Regions from separate parts of the Mus musculus genome. Here region 2 is linked to region 1. Evidence: chromatin contacts called from public promoter capture Hi-C data. All regions are on one chromosome and are shown on one strand. The core of a region is the stretch at or near the end of the contact, and the rest is flanking DNA. Distances in the headings are between cores, read along the strand shown. Region 1 holds the start of Phyhd1 (phytanoyl-CoA dioxygenase domain containing 1). Region 2 holds the start of 1700001O22Rik (RIKEN cDNA 1700001O22 gene).

Region 1 (6,894 bases), core at 2,909-5,408:
TCTTCTTCTTCCTCCTCCTCTTCTTCATTTGTTTTTGATTTTTTTTTTCAACACAATTCCTCTGTATCTGGCTATCCTAGAACTCACCTTGTAGAGTGACCAGCCTAGAACTCACTGAGATTCACCTGCCTCTGTGTCCTGTGTTGTGTGCATTGGTGTTTTGCCCACGTGTATATCTGTATGAGTATTGGGCCCCTGGAACTGGAAGTACATGAGCTACCATGTGGGAACTGGGAGCTGGGAATTGAACCTTGGTCCTCTGGAAGTGCAGCCAGTATGCTCAACCAATGAGCCATATCTCTAACATCACCCTTTCTTCTTTCAACATTCCTACCTCTGCAACCACCGGACTGTTAGAGTCTTCTCGGTAAGTAACTAGGGAGAGGGACAGGGTTCGGCCCCCTCATTCCTTAGAGTGTGTCTGTCCTGCTAGTTGGAAAAATTCTCAGTCTGTTATGTGTCTTCTTCTGAAGCCTCCATCCTTCCTCCTCCCCTCTCTGGGAGAAAGCAGTTTCTGGCTGCTGTAATTCTATTTATGTCCACCAGATGGCAGAAGCCCCTTGGCATCAGTATAAGGTGAGCCCTGTTGCCTGAACCACTAAAAAATTCAGACTAAGAAGGGTTAAGGGAACTGGTTGGAAGAACCACCTATCCTGCCAAACTGTGTTGAGTCTGAGGAAGCAAGAGGCCTTCCTAGTCTGGTTGGGAGATGACTCACCCAAGAGTGGCCTATCACAGGGCTCACTCTGGTCACAGAGAGTTCTTTGTGACCAGAGAATTTGAGAAACTGCAGCAGGTCAACGACCAGCATCATTTGATATCAGAGAGGTGGATTCAAGTCTCTATCAGTTACAAACTGTGTGGTTGGAGCAGCACAATATTACCCAGAGAAAAGCCCCGCTTTTCCCATTGCCAAGCGAGAATAATAATAGCCACCTTATAAATTCATAGTGTGGAGGAATACAGCACAGCTCTTTAGCCTGGTACCCGGCATACAGATGGCTGAGGTCTGATCCCTTGTCAGAAGTCTGTGTGTGGCCTTAGGGTCCTCCCGTCCAGTCCAGACTGCTGCCTAAGACTGAGCACCCACCAAAACCAGACGCCCACCCTCAGCGCCCCAGGTACCTGCCTGGGTTTGAAGTTGCTCATCTTCCTGGGTGGAAAATTCTGTCCGGCAGTGCAGAGGGACATCCATCTCAGCTACAATCTCACCGATCCTCTGCTGCATGGCCACACACTCATCCGCTGTGAAGAATCCTTCCAACAGCAGAAACCCGTCCTCCTGGAACTGCAGCAGGGACAAGACTCAGGCTCCTTCCGCCCTCGCTCATTCCTTATATCCATGTTGGACCACAAACTCGAACCAAGATCAAGTGTCCTGCTCATGGCTCTGCCCCCCACCCTGGACATGGGCATCCAGTGCTTAGTGAGGAGCCGTCAGTACTGGCTGCTTGCATCTTATCGAGGAAGGGGAAGTGGCAGCTGCCTCTGCTCTTGCCCTCCAATGGGTTTGGGACATACGGAAACATTTGCTCATTTGTGTGTTAAAGTGCAGGTGTGAGTGTAGAACATGTGTGAGAACTGCAGGTGCGCATGTGCAGGGGCATCAGGAGAGGACATACGGTGCCCCTCTTCCACTTTCTATTTCTGAGGCTCTCCTTGAACCTAGGCTGTTTTCTTCATTAGACTGGCAGCCTGTGAGCCCTGGCGATCTGAGCTGCAGGTGTGTGCAGCTCATGGAGTGGGTGCTGAGATTTGAACTCTGATCTTCATGCTTGCAGAAGCACTCTTAACCACCGACCCCGCCTAACTCCCTTGTTTTGTTTTTATTTGTTTGAAGACAGGGAGGCCTCAAACTCAAGATCCTCCTGCCTCAGCCTTCTAATGCTGGCTTTGGAGGCTATTCCAATCCCGACTAAGCATTGCGAGTACGAGACAGCTTCAGCAGATGGACATGTGATTATGAACCAGCCACCCTCCACACTCACACAATTTATAGTCCAGTGAAGGAGACCCATGCATCCCTTACCATCAGACAAACATACCATCCCACATCACACTGACTTACAGGGAGACAAGGGCAGGGTTTTGAGAATTAAAGGCAAAGAATCTACGAGGTGAAGGGGTCAATGGGCAGCTTGGAGGAAGTGGGGTTAAAGGAAGAGCAGAACATTGGGAAGCAAAGAGATAGGAAAGAGCATTAAAGACAGAGAACAGGAAGTACAAAGCCTGTGGGCACTGGACGACTGGGAAATTGGGAAGGGCTGGAGCACAGGGTGAGGGGAGGATAGCCAGGGGAGCAGACAGAAGGGAGAGTGAATTTGCCCATGCTATGGCTTGTCCTGTAACCCCAAACCCATGCATTGGAAATTTTATTTCCATTGTGTTACTCAGTGTGGGCCGGCAGGGGACTGCCAGGACGCTTGAGTCAGCACCAGCACTAGGAAGGACAAGGCTAGAAAGTCCCCAGTCGCAGGACCTTGCTGGCTTTCTTTCTCCTGAGTGAGTGTGGGGAAGGCTAGGGGCTGTGAACACAGATGCCTGATTCTGACTTTGCCCCAAGTCTCTTTATTCTGAGGCTAGCCTAAGGTGCTGAGGCACATTACGTGTGTGACTGGGTCGCCTCTCAGAAGCTGACTGCTTGCTAGCATGTACAAGGACTGGCTCCTGTTCCCAGCACTGAAAACAAACAGAACCAACACAGTAAGGGACAGAAAGCAAGGATGTAAGCGTGGCCAGGCATGGTGGCCCATGCCTTTAACCCCAGCACTTAGGAAGCAGAGGCAGACAGAGCTCTGTGAGCTGAAGGGCAGTCTGCTCTACAGACTGAGTTCTAGGCCAGAGCAACAAACCATCACTCAGGGTTAACACAGGGAGGCCCTCCATGCTTGAAATCATAAAAACTGAACAAAAGTTCAGCACAAACTGTACAAAAAAATACTGACATGGGGCTTTGTCCCTCAAAAGATAGCCTGTGAGACAGAAGGAAAAGACAGACAGACTTCCACTACATATTTAGTCACAGACAAATTTGGGAACTGTGGCAGCAGTGGCAGCTGTCAAAAGAGAGTAGGTCTGTGTGAGTGCGTGTGGGTTGGGTGATGAGTGTTTGTCTGTGTGGTATGTGTGTGCTTTTATGTATGTGTCTCTGTGTGTATGTGCACATGGGTGCATTTGTGTGTGAGTGTGTGTGTGTGGTGTGTGCATGCATATGTATGTGTTTGTATGTGAGTGTGTGCGGTATGTGTGTGTGCATTTGTATGGGATGTGTGTGTGAGTATGGTGTGTGTGTGTGTGGTGTGAGTGTCTGTGTATGCATGATGTGTGGTGTGTGTGGTGGTGGTAATAGTGGTATATGTATGTGTGTTGGTGTGTGTGTAGTCTGTTTGTATGTGTGTGTTTATGTATTGTGGAGTGTGCCGTGTTTATGTGTGGTGATATGTGTGATGTGTTTGTGTATGTGTTTTGATGTGTATGTGGTATGCATATGGTGTGTGTGGTATGTGTGTGTGTGTGGGGTGTGTGTGGTGGTGGTGTGTGTTTCTGTATGTGTTGTGAGTGTTGGGATCAAATCTTGGAGCCTAAAGCAAGCACTCAACTGCTAAGCCCCAACCACAGCTCCAGGAGGGACTTTGAAACAAAGATCCTCGGCTAGATCTAATACATTAACAGTCCTGGCATATGAGATTGGGGGTGGTTAACTTAAAGTGTGCGTAGTCCACCCCCTGTATGGTAGGCTTTCATAATGAGCTGACCTAGCTACTGGCCTGCCCTATCCAGGCCTTCATCAACAGGCCCCTGGGGCTAGCTGGATTAGATAATCTGAATTGTGGTTTCTCTACCTCCTAGCCCCAACCCCCACTGTATCTGACCGGGGAGATGGCACCTGGGGAGGTGGTGTTGTGACCTGGCCCTCTTGGGCTTTGTTCGCAGAAATTAGGGTTGATATGCAGGGATCTTTCTCTCCTTTGTGAAATGTCAGAGGTAGTTCAAAGGTCACTAGAGGTCTGCACCCTCCAAACCACGGGCCCCTACCTTCTTGAGTTGTGAGGGACTCAGGCAGGCCATGGGGAATACTGCAGGACTCAGCTGGCTCAGCTCGATGGCTCCAGGGCTGGAGAGGAGAAAGTTCAGGAGGGGAGAAAGACCAGTGACTGAGGCCCAGAAGGATTTAACTCTTACCTACCCAGAAAATATTCAACCCCATGCTCCACCCTTCCAAACAAATCCAGTCTGTGCCTTCCACCCAGGGCCCAGTCCCTCCCCTTGCTCCTCCCCCATTTCTGACCTTGGAGGTGGGCCCAGTCTCAGCCCTGGCCCAGCCTCCAGTTAATCCAGGATTAGCTTTTACCTGTTTTCTTTCATAGGCTGGCTTGATCCCTCAAGTCTTTCTCTAAAATTCACTCCCGGGCAGTACTAGTGTGTCTAGTGTGGGCTGGCAGGAGACTGCCAGGATGTTTGAGTCAGCACTAGCACGAGGAAGGAAAAGGCTAGAAAGTCCCCAGTCGCAGGATCTAAGTTTACCCTAGAGGGACATCTGTTAGACTGCAGGGCTTGGGCCCTGAGTGGCTTTGGACTGTGAAGGCCAAAGGGTCCTAGGAAGATAACTTTGTGTGCTTCTTCAGCTTTGATCTGGAGCCTCTGGATGCTGGAAGAAAGTCTATGAAGAGGTGCTAAGGAAAGGCAGATGAGCGTCCTGGGGAACAGAGCCAGGGGCCTCGGGATGAGGAAAGATAGAGATGTTTTCTGCTCTCCAGCCTCAGACCCTCAGACTGGTGTCTACGGTGGGGTGGCAGGGTGGCCAGAACCACAGTGAGCTCTGAAAAGCTGCTCACTGGCCTTCCCAGAAATGGTGCTTTGTACAGCCAGGGGACAGAGTGTCTCAGGAGTCAGCAAGGGGACATACTGCTCAGCTGTCAAGAGCCTTGGCTCCTGACCAAGTGTTTTTCTGGGCCATAACAGTGGGAGCTACTGCTTTGTCTGGGCTGTCCAGGCCTCAAGAGAGCCAGTGAGGGCTGTGGCCACTGGCCCCTAGGGCTGATGGAAATTCTCTCGGGTCAGGCTGGAGAAGGCTTGGAGACAGACCCGGGAAAGTCACAAGGCAGGGCAGGCAGAACTTGTCCTTTCTGATGCAACCGCTGAGCAAAAACAGACACTCTACCAAGTTCCAGGAACAAAGAGCAGAGAAGGCCCCCGCTGCTGAGCCAGCAATGGCCTGGGGACCTCACCAAACCAGGGGGGGGGGGGAGGCTCAGCCAGACAGGTGGTCCTTTACTTTCTCTGCAGTGGGTGTCTAACAGGCCAGGGTGAACAGCAAGTACTACTCACTGCTGATAAGCAGCCTGGGATTAGCATCTAGGAAGTGCCTTCCCACTGCTTCACCCAATGCTACAGGGTGAGCATGAGTGGGTGGAAATAAAACTTATTTCTTCAGTTTCTCCAAATTTTCTAAGTTGTTCTTGAAGGTAGGGATTAGGCCCACACTGTGGTTTTAGGTAGGGTGGTGAGGCCTGGGTGGATGGGCAGGCTAAGGGGCCTCTGTTCTATTCACTCTGCTGGCCTCAGGGGGAGGGTGGGTGGTGTTCCCACATCTCCTTTTTTTCCTCAGAAGCTAACCAGTTCCAGACTGAATTCTACAGGTCTGGGGCAGAGGCCAGAAAGTCTCTCCCAACCCCCACTCCTACTCCTGGGTGGGGTAGGGGCAGTGGAACTGGATTAGACCAGACCAGACAGGACAGGAAGTTCCTGGACTGGAGGTATGTAAGAGGGTCTTTCTGTGAGTGAAGCCCTCTGTCCATCCTCCCTATCTGCAAGCAGTCCACAGGGACAGAGACGACTCAGGTCTGAGGAATCAGTGCCTGTGGAGCTCAGGTGTCCTCTTTGATCACACTTTGGCCTCTTCCTCACCTAAATACTTGTGAAGGAGGGGCTCCTCATAGGCACATAGTCCAGAAGGCTGCGGGGAGACTTCTGAATGCTATGGCTTGACCTGTAAGCCCAAATCCATCCACTGGAAACTTCGTTCCAGCTGTTTTGATAGACCATCAAATGGCCCTCTCTGCTTCTCCTGTAGGTCTGCCTGGGAAACTGTGTAGTCCGTAACTGGCTTTGGCTTCTGGCCATCTTCCCGACTATATTTCCAGGCTTCTGAACTTACGGGTGTGCCTGGAGTACACTGGGTTTAGACGCATAATTAAATTCAACACCTCAGGGAGGCAGGGCATAGTGGGAAGTGTTTGGTCCACCCTCACAAAAGGATTACCCTTCCTGAGGCCAGGCTAGCCCTCAAGCTCCCAATTCCTGTGATGTTCAGAAGTAGCATGTATTCCTCACTGGGTACAGCTGTCAGATCCTGAACTTCCAGCTTCTGAACCTAAGGAAGCGCTCCTCCGTAGATCACCCAGAAGTTAGGGGTTGTAGCTCAGCAGAAGAACAGAATGCCTGTTCAGCATGTTCAAGGTCTTAGGCTCTATTCATAGCAACGCCTCCTGTCCACCCAATCTATACACCTTTCTTACATACTACTGTATAACTACAGCCCCTTTAAATAAGCCTGCCCGTGCCATTATTATTCCAATGCAGGAGGTGGTAAGCAGACAAAAAAAAATTAAAGGAACTGGAATCTGCTCTCTCAGAGCCTCTGCCCTTGACCCTAGAAGGGGCTTGGAGCCAGGGAGGCCTCCCAGTGGTTGACTGCCAGCCTTACCTTTGCAGAACCATGAAGCGTTGGGAGTTGGAACCCCAAGCATCTTCTGAAAAAAGGGTAGAGACGCCCAAGGCACAGATGGGGATATAGAGGCCACAAGAGGGGAGATGGGCTCAGCACAAGACAACTGGACTGGAACCAGGACTTCTGGCTGCTGGCTCCTATTGTAGATTCTTCTTCTAGCCCTG
Region 2 (7,034 bases), core at 1,924-4,423, 530 kb before region 1:
GGATAAATGTACAGCAAAGACGTGCTCCTAAGGAAGTTCCCTATTCCTAAATCCTGACTGATGAAATAACTTGGCACAAACATTCATGGATTTCATGCTTAAAAGCTCTGTAGGATTCTGGCTTGGGGTCACAGTCAGCTCCTGAGTCTGGTTTGAGGCCCCGATCGATCCATCAGTCCTGTGATGAATACTCAATTAACTATCCCTACCTGACTGAGATCAGTGTTTGTGTGGTTTGTGGGGTGACTCCTGGACCCCAACAGATCCAGTGTCCACTTCTGGCTTCCTGCACTGAGCATGCACATGCTTACACACAGATACCCACAGAGTCATCTTAAATAATGATACAACGGTGATGTAGCTCAGTTGGCAGCGTGATCGCCTGGCATGTATGATGTCCTGTGTTTGATACCCCAGTCCCACATAAAGCCAGCGGTAGCTGGACGTTGTTACAGTCTCGGTATTTAGGAGGCAGAGAGGCCTTCAGTTGGTAGAAGGATCAGAAGTTCAAGGTTATCATTGACTAGATTTGAGAACTGCAGGCCCTGTTTTAGGAAAAAAGATAAATAAAATAACAAAACCAGCCAGGCAGTGGTGTAATGGCACAGTGGCACACACCTTTAATCCCAGCACTTGGGAGGCAGAGGCAGGCGGATTTCTGAGTTCAAGGCCAGCCTGGTCTACAGAGTGAGTTCCAGGACAGCCAAGGCTACACAGAGAAACCCTGTCTTGAAAAAGCAAAAAAAAAAAAAAACAATTATGTCATACCTGGGTATACTTGCCTGAGCTGAGCCCTCATCACCCAACCTGAAGACTCTCATGGGCACTTCTCCCAGCTCTCCCAACCAAGACTCACACTTGAGCCCATTTGCCCCATGGCACTCCCAGAAAGAAGGACCCTGTCAGCATCATATAGCCGAGAGAAACAGAAAATGAACATGCCTTGGTTCCTGGATTTCCAGGCCCCCTGTGCTCTTCTTGTCCTAGGAGGGTGGGGGTAATACACCTCTCCTTTCCTTCCATCTTTGTTTTCCACTCAGTCAAGCACAGCCTACTCTGGGTCTAAAAGAGCGCTCTGGTCCTCTTTGGATCAGGCATGGCTGCTCTGACCCAGAGTGCCTCTATGGGTGTGGCCCCAGGCCCCCAGAGTACACCAGCCCCACCCTTGTCCCCAGGACACAGTGCCCATTGCTCCCCAGTGGCTGTGGGTAAGATCGGATCACAATGACTCTAAGAACACTTTCAGGCACCTGGGCAGAGCTGTCAGAGGGAGCAGGTGGAAAGATGGGCTCTCCCAGCAAATAGCCCACCTGTCAGGGGGCTCTAAACTTACAGGACCTTCTGTGGCCTCACCCAGCAGGTGAGTGTGATATCCTAGGATCCTTTTAGAGGTGATGACAGCTTTGGGAAGAAGCAAGCCGGAGATGCCAGTGTCAGAGCTCAAGGGACTGGGCCTTTACTCCCTAACTGGGATGATGCTCAGAATCTGTGTCTTGGCTGGATGTGGCTGGATGGTGGAACACTTATCCAGGCTCTCTGTCTCATCCCCAGCCTTGGGGAAGGGGCACCAAACATGGTCTTGGCTCCTCCCCAGATCCACTGTCAGCATCTGGGGTAGGAGGTGGGAGAAAGTCATGTGTATCTGCAGCCTGGTCCTGATCTGAGAGTGACTTCCCCATCAGAGTTTACAAACTGGAAGTCTACAATTTCAGTAGGAGGTCTAGCCCTCCCACGCCTTCTCCTGCTATGCCCGTAAGTCATGTGTGAGCTGCCAGGGGTGACCCAGGACTTGGAAAACAGAGGCAGGGGAATGATGGATTGTGCCTTGTAGGGAGACTTCCCCAAAAGGAATTAATTGAACAAAGAGTCAGATGCAGGCTTTGTCCTAGTCTTTAGGGGAAAGCTCTCTGGTTGCCCAGATCTCAAGACTATTAAGGATTGGAGCAGAAACAAAACGCTAAGTCAGTGGTTCTCAGCCTCCCTATGCACGCTCCCTCATGCTGTGTTGACCCCAAATATATAACTATTTCCATTGCAACCTCTAACTGTAACTGTAATGTTGCTACTGTTGTGAATTGTAATGTAAATATCTGTGTTTTCTGATGGTCTTAGGTGACCCCTGTGAAAAGGCCGTTGTGACCCTCACAAGGGTCACAACCCACAGGTTGAGAAACACTGTTCTAAATCATATTTTTTAGACAGGATTTCATTTAGCCCACGCTGACCTTGAAGTTGGTATATAGCCAAGCACAACCTTGAATTGTTTATTTTGAGACAGGTTCTCTCTCTCTCTCTCTCTCTCTCTCTCTCTCTCTTGTTTTGGTTTTTGTTTTGTTTTGTTTTTGAGGCAGGGTTTCTCTGTGTAACCCTGGCTGTCCTGGAACTCACTCTGTAGACCAGGCTGGCCTTGAACTCAGAAATCCGCCTACCTCTGCCTCCCAAGTGCTGGGGTTAAAGGTGTGTGCCACCATTGCCCTGTGTTTGAGACAGGTTCTTACTATGTAGCTCTGGCTGGCCTGGAATTCATATGTAGACCAGGGTAGCCACAAACTGAGAGAGATGCCTGCCTCTGCCTCCCAAGTGCTAGAGCTAAAGCTGTGCACTACCACACTTAATAGCCTTGAGGTTTTTTGTTTTGTTTTGTTTTTCAAGACAAGGTTTCTCTGTTTAGTCCTGAAACTCACTTTGTAGACCAGGCTGGCCTCGAACTCTGAGATCCACCAGCTTCAGCCTCCTGAGTGCTGGGATTAAAAGCATGTGCCACCACTTCCTGACAATAGCCTTAATTTAAAAAAAAAAAATATGAGTATGAGTGTTTTGCCTCCATGGCAGTGCATTTTGTGCGTGCCTGGTGACCTTGAGGCTAGAAGAGTGGCGGATAACTTTGGCACTGGAGGCTGTGAGTTGTTCTGTATATACGGTATGGGAATCTAAGTCCGGTCCTCTCGCTGATCTGTTTCTCTAGCCTATGCAACTGCCTCCCAAGTGCTGAAATCACAGGCATGGGCCGCCACGCTCAGTTTCTTGCACATTCTAGACAAACCCTCTCCCAAGTGTGCTAAGTGATAGGAAAGGCGGTCTTAGGCCAGCAGGTGCAGAGAGCTCTGCACTGTGCCAGGCGCTCCGCGTGCTCTAGCTCATGTCAACGTCACAGCCGCCCCAAAGGGCTGGCGTTCCCGCCCTCACCGCCTTTGCGCCGGGACACAGCAGGCTAGGGTCCTGCCGGAGTCGGCTTCTGCTGCCCCTTCCCGGCGCTATGGACTGCGGGCTGGAATACGACCTTCCTGCGGCCCCGCTCGCCCCTGCGCGTCCCCCGGGCGCGAAGGTGTCCTGAGCCGAGCTCTGACTCAGGATGTTCCGGCGCCAGTCCATGGAGGGGACCCCGGCCTACAAGCCCAAGGGATATCCCGACGGGACCACCCAGCGCCGCCCTGTTAAGCGGCTGCCGATGCTGCTGCCAATGCTCGAAGGCCGTGTGGGGCGAGATGTAGACGGCGCGTGGCGGCGGGACCGCAAGTCCCAGCGCCTGCCTTGCGGGTCCCCCGAGTCCCCGAACGCTCGGCGAGACCGTGGGACCGCGCGCGCACTGCTACTGCCGTCGCTGCAGCCGAGCAGCTCGGCCCGGGAGGCGGGAACTCGGGGGAACCGGCAGCCTGCAGCCCGCGACAACCCTGACTCCCTGGGCACGCTGCTGGGGAAGCTGCTGCCCAACAAGTTCCGCCACTTCCTGCACCACCTGAGCGCCGAGAGCGCAGACCCAGAGGCGGACCGTGAGGCCGGGGGGATGGGGTGGGGAGTGGGTGTGTGTGCGCGGAGTCTGGGGTTCCCAAGCGAGGACTGTCTCCATCTCAACGGGCTCTCCTCCTCCCCCTTCTCCTTTCCTTCCTCCTCCTGTTGTCCCCACCCAGCACCCTCAGCGCCACATAACCCTAGGAGTACATCAAATCACTGCCTAGCTTCTCGGTCTTCCAGCTGCTTATTCCTCCCAGACCTGTGGTAAGCGGAGGGGACCCTCTTGATGAAGGAGGGGTTGCCTTGAGTGCTACCAAGGTGGGCCTCTGCTCACATCAGCTGTGACTTCTTTCTCTTTGAGGGACAAACCATTGCACTGGGACAACAATTTTAAAGAGAAGACTACCCTGGGGCTCCCAAGAGGTGAACTTGCCAGAGCCAAAAAGGCCCATCCGTGAGTAGTAGCTGTTGTGAGTACACACGTGCTATAATTTTGTAGCGTTGACTCTCTCCTCCCACCATCACGTGGGCTTGGGGGATGGAAAGGAGGTCATAGGCTTGCCTAACAATCACTTCTATCATTTCCCCAAGCCATGAGTTCTGGGAATGGGAACAGGAAGGCATTCGTTCGCTCCCTTGTTTCCAGACATTTAGTAATGGATTTACCGTGTATCTATCGATCCACTCACCTATCCATCCTTTCACGCACCTAACCCCTTACTCACAAACCAGGTCTTCTATAAGCTATTGTGAATCTCCATCCACCTAGCCATCGAAGCATCTAACTGGCCATGAACTCATAACTGCCCCCAAACTGCTGGACTGCCAGACAGCCAGTCTTTTGTTTATTCAGAAATCCCCTCTGGCTATAGCTGCCTGACAGCTATCCTTTCATTCATATAAACCCAGGATGCCAATCATCTCTCCGCTAGTAATAAAGCCACCCACACGCTTACATGGTTGTCTGCATAGCCATCCAGCTACCCAGCTGAGATCCAGACCTGAATCCACCTGCTGCTGAACTCTTCTCTCATTTAGAAGCATTACCCATGTATGAAGTTTTACTGTGTATCAGATGCTAGAGGAACAGACAATGAGAGACGGAACCAAGAAAGATCCCTGACATTAACCCACATTAATACCTGGAATTGGATGCTAAAGAGCTCTTAATGGAGAGGGGGAAGGAAACAACAGGTTTAAACAGGCTGGAGCACAAGTGCAGGGTGAAGGCCATTGTCTGGGGGGGTTAAAGACTAGAGAGTTGGGTGTGGTGGTGCACACTTTTAATCCCAGCACTCTGGAGGCTTAAGTAAGCAACTCTGTGAGTTCAAGGCCAGCCTGGTCTACATAGTGATTCCAGAACAGCCAGGGCTACAAAGTGAGACCCTGTCTCAATTAATCAATTTAAGGAAGGACCAGATGGACCAGGGAACATGCATACAGAGCAAGTGTACCATTACTGTTCCGTCTAGTAATGTCTGCTGGCAGACATTACTAATGGATCACTGCACATTTCTCTGTGAGCCTCAGAACCCTTCCTGACCCAGTTCTCTAGGATCAAAATAGAGACTTAGGAGGATGGAGAGATGCGTCAGCAGTTAAGAACACTGGCTGCTCTTTCAGAGAACCCGGGTACAGTTCCTAGCATCCACATAGCAGCTCACAGCTGTCTATAACTCCAGCTGTAGGAGATTTGACACCCTCAAACAGACCTACATGCAGACAAAACACTAAAAAAAAAATCACTAAAAAAGTGGAGCCTAGAGTTGGACACTTATGTATACATAACATTCCTTCAGTATGATAGATTGCTTCAGTGAATGATCCTCCCCAGGCAGCGAAGCATGGTGCCACTCTGTTGGGCAGGACCTAGGAGATGTCTAAGCCTCGCCCTGTTGCCAGAACAGAGCTGAGGTTCCACATGCACACAACTGTGACCCTAACTAAGCCCCAACATCTATAGTCCCGGCTGCATGGCTCTTTGGTGGACAGTGAGAAACACACCCTATGCTTCCACAAAGGTGCCCCAGGATCAGTGGGTATGGGTGTGTAAATACGTGTGGCCAAGGTGAAGAAAGTCCAATGGGGCATTTCTGAGTGATCAAGTAACCAGGCTGGCAGCCCAGCCCCTGAGGGAGAAGTGAACAGGTCTAACATTTTTATTACATACAAATATAACACACCCTTTATAGAGCACAACCCCACTGACAGGCCCTGTTCTAGGTGCCTCCCCACACGGGGTACTCCACTCTCCCAGTTCCTGTGACGGCGGAATGATCCCGCCTGTAACAGAGCACATGACCGGAAGGAGAAAAGTGACAAGTGGAACCCTGAGGACAGTGTGCCCCAGCTCACACGGCCTCAGCGGCACAATCGAGGCTGACAGCTATCGTGACAGCTCGAAACTAGAGGCGCTTCTTCCGCCCGGCATACCCTCGACAGGATGCTCTTGCAGCCCGCCCCATCTCTTCACACCTGTGCTGAGGAAGGGGTGGGGCACCATCATTTCCTTATTTTTATTTCTATCTGCTTATTTGTCAACCCGTAGCCCAGGCTGGATTCACACTCACTATGTAGCCAAGGATGGCCTTTAACTCTTGATCCTTTGGCCTCCACCTCCCAAGTGTCCCACCCGCCACACCGTGCCTGGCTTAATCTCCATCGCAGAGGAGGAGACAGGTTTCTGTGTGTCAGGACCTCTCGATGGCTCTAGCCTGCGGGCCAGACATCTCTGTGCCTCAGTCTCCTCACTTGTAATTGGGATAGTGACAGGGTTCCGTGGGCACTGCTCAGGTTTGGTGGGATAAAACATGCCACACGATGATGGAAGGAGCACTTGTGACTGGTAGAGCTCCGCCACCAACCAAAATCTGTCCAAGATTTATATTTTATTTGTGTGTGTGTGTGGGTGGGTGGGGGCAGGGTGTTCACATGAGCCCTGGTGCCTGCAGAGGCCAGAAGAAGGTGTCAGATTACCTCAGGAGTGGAAGTCACAGACAGTAAGCCAACAATGTGGGTGCTAGGACCAAATCCAGGTCCTCCTCAGGAGCACTCAGGAATGCACGCTTAAAGGCTGAGCCATCTCTCCAAGCCCTAGCTGAGATCTTACGAGGAGCCTTGTTCCCCGGCCTCTCGTTTCCCCTCAGCAGACTCCACAGCACACAGGTGCCCAAAGTGAAGACTGTGCTCATTTGCAGCCCCGCTGGAGAAGGCTCAAGACCCCGAAAACGCTATTGTCCCTTCCGGGTACGATTCGCAGACGAGACCCTGCAGGACACAGCACTCCGGTACTGGGAACGCAA

What was found. Promoter capture Hi-C pulls out the DNA fragments that hold promoters and counts their contacts.
Region 2: a promoter capture Hi-C map of embryonic stem cells shows a contact between it and region 1, with 2.3 times the contacts expected there. The contact joins the promoter of 1700001O22Rik here to the promoter of Phyhd1 in region 1. A contact is called at or near these places in 1 of 39 promoter capture datasets (embryonic stem cells), 3 of 115 datasets of contacts at active chromatin or transcription factors (embryonic stem cells and microglia) and 1 of 9 other capture datasets (adipose tissue).

The regions. Positions count from the first base shown.
Region 1 is chr2:30,264,083-30,270,976 of GRCm38.p6, reverse strand. Phyhd1 (phytanoyl-CoA dioxygenase domain containing 1) reads right to left here and starts at 4,158. Exons shown (of 11, transcript NM_001252570.1): 1 at 4,036-4,158; 2 at 1,130-1,288. The coding sequence starts at 4,068.
Region 2 is chr2:30,797,876-30,804,909 of GRCm38.p6, reverse strand. 1700001O22Rik (RIKEN cDNA 1700001O22 gene) reads left to right here and starts at 3,173. Exons shown (of 7, transcript NM_198000.3): 1 at 3,173-3,770; 2 at 3,909-3,996; 3 at 4,094-4,186; 4 at 6,930-7,034. The coding sequence starts at 3,353.